2 separate regions of the Zea mays genome follow, and region 2 is linked to region 1. Evidence: chromatin contacts called from public Hi-C data. All regions are on one chromosome and are shown on one strand. Each heading gives the region's core, a stretch centred on a gene start, on an enhancer-like site or on the middle of the called end of the contact. The rest is flanking DNA. Distances are from core to core; before and after follow the strand shown. Region 1 holds the start of LOC111590831. Region 2 holds the start of LOC103647038 (RING/FYVE/PHD zinc finger superfamily protein).

What was found. A called contact is a pair of places that touch in the nucleus more often than the background predicts.
Region 2: a Hi-C map of ear shows a contact between it and region 1, with 2.9 times the contacts expected there. The contact joins the promoter of LOC103647038 here to the promoter of LOC111590831 in region 1. A contact is called at or near these places in 3 of 25 Hi-C or Micro-C datasets (ear, endosperm and tassel).

What each region holds. Positions count from the first base shown.
Region 1 is chr2:143,879,088-143,882,727 of Zm-B73-REFERENCE-NAM-5.0, forward strand. It overlaps LOC111590831, which reads left to right and starts at 1,945. Exons shown (of 2, transcript XM_023301651.2): 1 at 1,945-2,167. The coding sequence starts at 1,945. LOC100276786 reads right to left here. Exons shown (of 3, transcript NM_001150497.2): 2 at 1-265. The coding sequence starts at 166.
Region 2 is chr2:144,686,083-144,690,118 of Zm-B73-REFERENCE-NAM-5.0, forward strand. LOC103647038 (RING/FYVE/PHD zinc finger superfamily protein) reads left to right here and starts at 1,951. Exons shown (of 7, transcript XM_023301652.2): 1 at 1,951-2,349. The coding sequence starts at 2,020.

The sequences.
Region 1 (3,640 bases), core at 695-3,194:
TAGCCCTGGTCATAGACATTGTGAAAGTACCTGGCATCTGGGAGCTGCTGAAGATATGTTTTCCTGAGTTTGGAGCATAATTTTGCATAGAGCTGCCACGTAAGTCTAAACTTTCATAGGGAACCCCTTGCAACATGTTTCCAAGGGGTACATCGTTGCCTTCCATTTGCTCAAATGGATCACCCAGACAATTAAAATTTTTGTTAATACCATATAAGGGATGCAGGAAGTGCCACAAAACTTCACAGCAATATCACGGTGTCACCTGGAAAAGTAATTTAGGATTAAACTTTAAAATCCAATTCATGCATATTTCCCTTTTTTATATGTGTGAAACCACGCATCACAGCCAGAGTTCAAATTTTTAGCAGGATCAACTAAGATCGAAGGAAAATGTGGACTTCAATGACACAATTAACTAAGTACCATATTTCTCTAGAGATAATTTGCAGTGGTATACAAATGAGACCATTCAGACAAGCAAAACTTCCTGATGGCATGAAAAGGAAACGTTGCAGGGACTGCATCGAGTTAAGTAATCAGAGCTGTAATTGAAGTTGCAGGGAGCCATTTTACCTAGGTCATTGAATTTTTTCCCAAATTAGTGGTGCAGCAGCTTTTTTTCTCGAAAATACAGGTTGCGTCTCGTTTCATTAATAGGTAGACAAAACAGTCCAAATATATGTCGATTCCACAGCTTGGGTTAGTTTTCTTGTACATCCGCACTCTAAATTAGATACAAACAGCATAGCCTAGCTAATGTCCTAGAAGAGAGACTAGAGCCTTGGCTCCTTCCATCGCCCAAAGGTGACCTGGGTTGTTCACCTCATGTAACACCATTCACCTCCAACGGTGAGATGTCATCAAACTCGCATTAATTCCAATGTGTCAAGATCATCCAAGCAACGAGGATGGCTAATGTGTTTAGACCCTTCCTCGCTGCCTTGGGTGCCCTCCACGTGCTTCGTCGCCACCATGCTTGGAACTTGTCGTCATTTTGTGATGGCACAAGGACATCAAGTCCCAGACGATGAAGCACAACAAACCAAACTTGGCGTGAGAATACGCAAGATATCAAGACATGGTTGATAGTCTCATTCTCCTGGCAGTGGCGGGCCCAGGATTTAGAGGGTGGGTATTGGAAAGTTTAGGATGAAACTTTTTTTGGAAGACCTAAAACTTGTCTATCAGCATATATATAATCTATAATTAAGCACACACGATATGGTCATAACTGATTCAATAGCTAGTCTACTAAACTCAAATTCGATACAACTTTTTCAAAAGTTTTAAATCAAAATGCACATGTTGGTTGTTGCTCAGTTGCTAGCTGGTTGTTTGCCTCTTTGACTCTTTCAATCGCTAATGCCCCACCTGCAGCACAGTACTGCAAGCAGCCAAGCAGGAGAGGTCGGGGTCAGGTGGCTGCCGGCTGGGTTGGCTTGGACATTGGCACGGACCCTGCCCCCTAGGGGTCTGTCTTGGCACGCGGTGGCACCCTGACTGCGGTGGATCGAAGCCTCGGATGACGGGCGACTCAACAACAAGGCCAAGTGCGACGCAGCGACAGTTAGCCAGTCAGGTATGGGCACCTAGTGGCACCACAAAGCCGCGGTGGGGCGACAGAGGTGCTCGTGTCTCCATGCGGGCACGCGAGGGCAGCAAGACGCGACCACGACTTGGCAGTTAGCGCTATGGTGGCTCTATCATGGTGCGACTACAATAGGGTTTGGGGATTTTTTTTCCCGTGAGGTACTGAGGTGGACTTTGTCGCTCTGTTGAGTCTCATGGGCCACGACATTCTATTGGGCTGGTTAGGTATGGGAGACGGGAAGGAGATATTTGGTCCAAGTTAAAAATATTCCTTCATTTATTTGATTTATTTCCTATTTTCCATGTATATATATACTATATATATGTATATATTTATTTTTTATACAAATAATGGGTATTCATTTTAATACCCTTGAATTGAATGGGGCCCGCCCGTCTCCTGGTCACATAAAGGGCAGCGTGGAGGGTGGGGGCAGACAGGCAGTCCATGGTGAGCCACGCGGCCTGACGTCCAGCACCGCTCGTGTGCCGCCATCCAGAGAAAGAACTTGCACTCCAAGTCTCCAACGGCGCCCAGATCTTCCAAATACGCCTGCAAGGCTGAAAGGAAATAGTATGGGTGAAGAACCGATGGTAGCTGGACTTGGCAGTGTACTGATCAGCTAGCGAAGTCTTGTCATACTTCAGCAGCAGGTTTACTGGCAGCAAACTGGAACCCAATGCTAAAGTGGGAAATTGTCTAAACAAAAATATGTATGAGTACTGTTCTGCTCCTCACCCGAGGCATCAAGCATCAGATTTTAGAAAGAACAAATTCAGCCAGGATCTTCATAGGCGACAAGGCGACCCCCCCCCAGGGCAAGCTGGGTACACTTATCGCCTAAGCGCAAGGCGTAACAAGACCCCCTCAAGGAGAGCTGGATCTGCCCGGACACCTACACTACGCCTTTGAAACAGAGGCCTTGATTGGGGTAACAGGACACTTATGTACTAATATACACAGGGCAAACATGAATCCACACCAAATCAGCTGTATTGACTATTGACTTATATAAGAGAACCATTTGTTCACCTAGCCTTCAAAGATGCCATTTTGATATAACACTGAGCCCTAGAGTAGTCCCTCCGACCCAAAAAAAAACCAGCAATTGTATGGTTCAAATTTTGTCCCAAATTAAGTGCAACCGTAGGCATTCTGTCATCACCAGCTTGTGGATCCGCTAAAAAATCAGCCGCACACCTCCTCAACGGACGCCCAGAACCATAAGCATCTCGTCCACTCGTTCACCACCCCATTCTCCAACTGTGCAGTGTACACGATGCACCTGCTCTCCCACATCTTCCTGAGATTCCGGTGAGAACTTCCTGCTCCAAGACGCAGGGAAGAAACTCTATCCTCACGCGCTGTGAGCCCGCCCATGCCAAGCTCCCTGCCCCAGTCATGGCCACGGCCCTTGGCAGCATCGTCGACCTCCCTCAAGCCCCTACTGCGGATGCCATCCAAGCATTCGGAGAGGAGTGGTGGTGTGTGGTCACGTGGAGTGCTTGTTCCAGCAGCCATCATTCACCTCTCCTTGCACTAACGTGGAGGAGCAGGGAGTTCGATGCCGTGATGGAGAGGCGTGTGGATGCTAGAAGGTGGTGGCGCGTGTGGGGATACCACGGCATGGGAAGGGCCACAAAGCAGCCAGAAACCACCTGAAGACGAGGAAGCTTGGAATCGGATCCAAGCGAGCGAGCGGTGGTACTCAGGGCAAGGATGATGAGGTAGCTATGGGACGCAGTCGGGAACCTTCTGAGGACGAAGAGTCTGGAATGGGATTGAGATTTTCCAAATGTATTATTGCAATTTCACATCCATAATTGGTATCCATGTCAGGTCCTACAATCGTATTCTTTGTGGGACCAAGGGAGTAGGTGAGTGACTTCAGTATCTAAAAAATTCCATAAAATTAGTGCGGTGATAGCTATAGCTAGTGGCAGTATTTTCGTGCTTCAGCAATGGGTTTGTTGACAACAAACTGGCCGCCTAAATGGGTAACCAGATAGTGAACATACAAAGGAATAGGGAGCTCTTCTTCACCTC
Region 2 (4,036 bases), core at 701-3,200, 810 kb after region 1:
TCCGAGCCCTGGGTCGGGCGGAGCGGAGTTCGCCATCTTCCGGGGCTGAGCCCGAGTCCGAGCCCTGGGTCGGGCGGAGCGGAGTTCGCCGTCTTCCGGGACTTAGCCCGAGTCCGAGCCCTGGGTCGGGCGGAGCGGAGTTCGCCGTCTTCCGGGACTTAGCCCGAGTCTGAGCCCTGGGTCGGGCGGAGCGGAGTTCGCCGTCTTCCGGGACTTAGCCCGAGTCCGAGCCCTGGGTCGGGCGAAACGGAGCTTCCTATGGTGCCTTCGGCAGGGCCTGACTGCCTGTCAGTCTCACTCTGTCAAGTGGCACCGCAGTCGGAGTGGCGCAGGCGGCGCTGTCCTTCTGTCAGGCCGGTCAGTGGGTCGGCGAAGTGACGACGGTCACTTCGGCTCTGCCAGCCGGGGGGGCGCGCGTCAGGATAAAGGTGTCAGACCACCTTTGCATTAAATGCTCCTGCGATTTGGTCGGTCGGTGCGGCGATTTAGTCAGGGTTGCTTCTTAGCGAAGGCAGGGCCTCGGGCGAGCCGGAAATATGTTCGCCGCTGGAGGGGGGCCTCGGGCGAGACGGAAATCCTCCGGGGTCGGCTGCCCTTGTCCGAGGCTAGGCTCGGGCGAGGCGTGATCGAGTCGCTCGAATGGACTGATCCCTGACTTAATCGCACCCATCAGGCCTTTGCAGCTTTATGCTGATGGGGGTTACCAGCTGAGAATTAGGAGCCTTGAGGGTACCCCTAATTATGGTCCCCGACAATTATTATAATTCAATGATGGATAATATTGATGAGGTGACCGATAAGAGGGTGATAGCTTTGGGAGCAATAAAAAAGGACAAGATCATGGTAGCCAGGGCCTACAACAAGAAGATCAAAGCAAAGTCATTTCAAGTAGGGGACCTGGTGTGGAAGACCATCCTGCCTCTAAGGAATAAAGATCGAAAGTTTGGAAAATGGTCGCCAAGCTAGGAGGGTCCTTATAAAGTAAAACAAGTAATGTCTGGTAACGCATATTTACTACAAACATTACAAGGCAAGGATTTACCCAAGGCTTTGAATGGGCGTTTCCTCAAACAGTACCATCCTAGTATGTGGCAAGTTGCCTAAGAGAACTGATGTAATCACATCGAGTTAGTTGCTTTTGGTTTGCTCAACTCCACCAAAAGGCAGGGGGCATATGTTGAGCACTAAAAAGAGCACCGGACAGTCCGCGCAAGCGCAGAACAGATTAGGGTTCCGAGTTTCTTGCTATGTTTGTTGGCGAGAATCTCGGGATTAGCTCGGAATTTTGTTGGTAACGGGTCCAGCCCCCCTCCTCTATAAAAGCAGAGGAATACGACCGATTTAATCAATCAATCAACCCTCAACAATACAATTTATATTTATTCTTAAGAGTAGTTCTAGTCTAGTTTTAGATTAGTCTTCCAATTCCCAAATTCTTCGCTTCTCTTCGACTCTACGTCGATTAGAGCAGTCTAGGTCGGCCTGCCGAGCCTAGACATCTCCTGTGATCTCTCCTCCCCGACGGGGTCCCTCCCGGGAGCGAGATCCAGGTACCGTCGACGACTTCCGCCGCCCCTGCGCACGCGCGGATCGTCCGGCCCCAGGACGCGGGCCGTCCGACCTTCAGGCAGGAAACCCTAGCCTCGCGTCAGGCCGCAGACCGTCCGACCCCTGGCCACGGACCGTCCGCCCCTGTACAGAAAGCACCACCGCTAGTTCATGTTGAGTGATTGACGCCCGAAAAATGTGTCAACACTCGCCACATTAGAAAAAAGTTATTTTTAAAGAAATCTTCTCTTGGCAAATATATAATGACAACGGAAAAAGTGTTAAATGAAAATATGATATATGTGACAGTGGAAAATAGAAAAAAGTTATTTTTAAAGAAATCTTCTCTTGGCAAATATATAAAGACAACGAAAAAGTGTTAAATGAAAATACGCTATCTGTGACCGTGGCAAAAAAAAAAAATCCTTATTTGTGGCAACGGCCAACGCCTCTCGGCACGTGATCGGGACGATGCTTGGAGTTCGGATCAAAAAGTTTCTGCCGACCTCAGCGGACCCGAGGGCCAACGAAGCCCAAAGCCCACAGACGACGCTACGGCCTCGCCTTCCGTTTCTGCACGTTCCTTCTCTGGAAGCCGAGGCCCGCTCGCTCGAAGCGGCTGTTGCGCCGCTCAATTTCAATCCGGAGGCTGAAGCCACGGGGGAGAAGGGCGCATGGTTTCCGCAGCGCGCGCTGCATCCCTTCTGGCCTTGTTGCGGCCTCCGGAGCGCGGATCTTGACATCGGCGACGACAACGGCGAGGAGGAGGATCTTCTCACGGCACTGCGACCCTGCGAGATGGTAAGAGCTCGCGCTCCAGTTCCCACCCTCTTCATTTATGTGGCGCGTTTATTTCTCTTCGTTATTTGGTTGGCTAATTTCTTCGGAGAGTGTTAAAATCCGTGTGGAGCCAACCAACTCTGTGACGGCAAGGTGTTCGAGATCATGCGGATCACATTTGCTCGGCTTTCAGCAGGGAAGGGGAATCTAATCGGACGGAGTCGCGTTATTAGACCTATCCTATTCTTGTGCAGAACGCGCCCATTTGGGCAGGGGCTGGTAGCTGGTACTATTTTGAGAAGGGAACATGTAGGGTAGCACATATTAAGTTATGACCGGATCCAACACCCTTCCACAGCCTCTTTGTTGCCCTGCATTTTTTTTTTCAAAAGAAACACCCTCTACCACCTGCACCGTGATTTTTGCATGAAAGGGAGACGCGCGAGGACGTTGGACATAGGATGGATGGTCGTGTGGTGATTTAATATAGGTACCATGTGCATCGAAGACTCTATGTGCATGTGACGCTTTCTCTTTTCACAGGGGCGGGAGCGAGGCTCCTGCTCGAGGGGAGCTTTGGGGGGGGGGGGGGGGGGGGCATGACGGAGACGAGTCCCCAGCTCCTGGTTTTGCATAAGAATAGTCAAATATCTTGTCGTCCAGAAACACGCTATTACTGCCGTGTCTCCTAAGCCTTTCCATTATCAATTGTTGTGCCAATTTTCTAACTCTGAAACACTTTTGAATTTTGTTTGTGTGTGTTAGATTTTGTGTATAAACTACAGTTTCAGATTGGTAGAATCCTGCTGGCAAAAATGTTGCCAAAATGCCAACACAACTTTGAAAAGAGCTTACTTAGGCAATGAAGTCTTGTGGAGTGAGAGAAAAATTGGTAATATCAAGGTGCAGCTTGCCATGGCTAAGGAGGTCCTTCATCGGTTTGAAATTGCTAGGGATCGCTGCACTCTATCTGATGGGTAAGAATGGCTGCGTAGGAAACTCAAAATGCACTGTCTCGGCCTTGCCTCGCTTGAGTGTACTATTGCCCGTTCTTGAAGATGATCTGGGCGCCAATCACTACGAGGAGTACCAGCAACGGTGCTCTCTGCAGCAGCGTGGATGGTCCGCTGTGTAGGACCAGACAGTCCGCAACCTGCGGCAGGAGCCGAGTCTTCTCTCCGCTGAGCTGGATGGTCCGTGCCTGGTGGCCGCACGGCCTGCGTGTGCGCAGAGGTGGCGGCGTTAGCCAACAACACCTGGATCCGACCCCCGGGAGGGACCTCGTCAGGGAGGAGAGATCCTATGTTTTGTCTTGTGATCGACAGGCCACTCAAGACGCCTCCAGACGATGTAGAGTCGAAGAGAGGTGAAGGTTGAGGTGAAGAAGGCTACGTTACTCTCTACTCCTAGGGCAAAAGGAAAGGAACATAAGATATATTGATTTTGATTCGACTGCTGGTGTTTCAATCGACCGTACCCCTTGAAATATATAAGGGAGGTCTGGACCCGTTACTAGGCGTTCTCCAATAACTTGCACGAGTTTAGAGGGATAAACACGCGTGGAGATAGTAGTTAACACGCCTAAGGGTGGACCGTTCGCAGGCCGGATTGTTCGGGCCTCAGGGCCGGACCGTTCGGTCGCGCCCAGCGTCACAAACGGTGCTCAAACATGCCCCCTACCTTTTGGGGAAGCTGATTGAACCAAAAG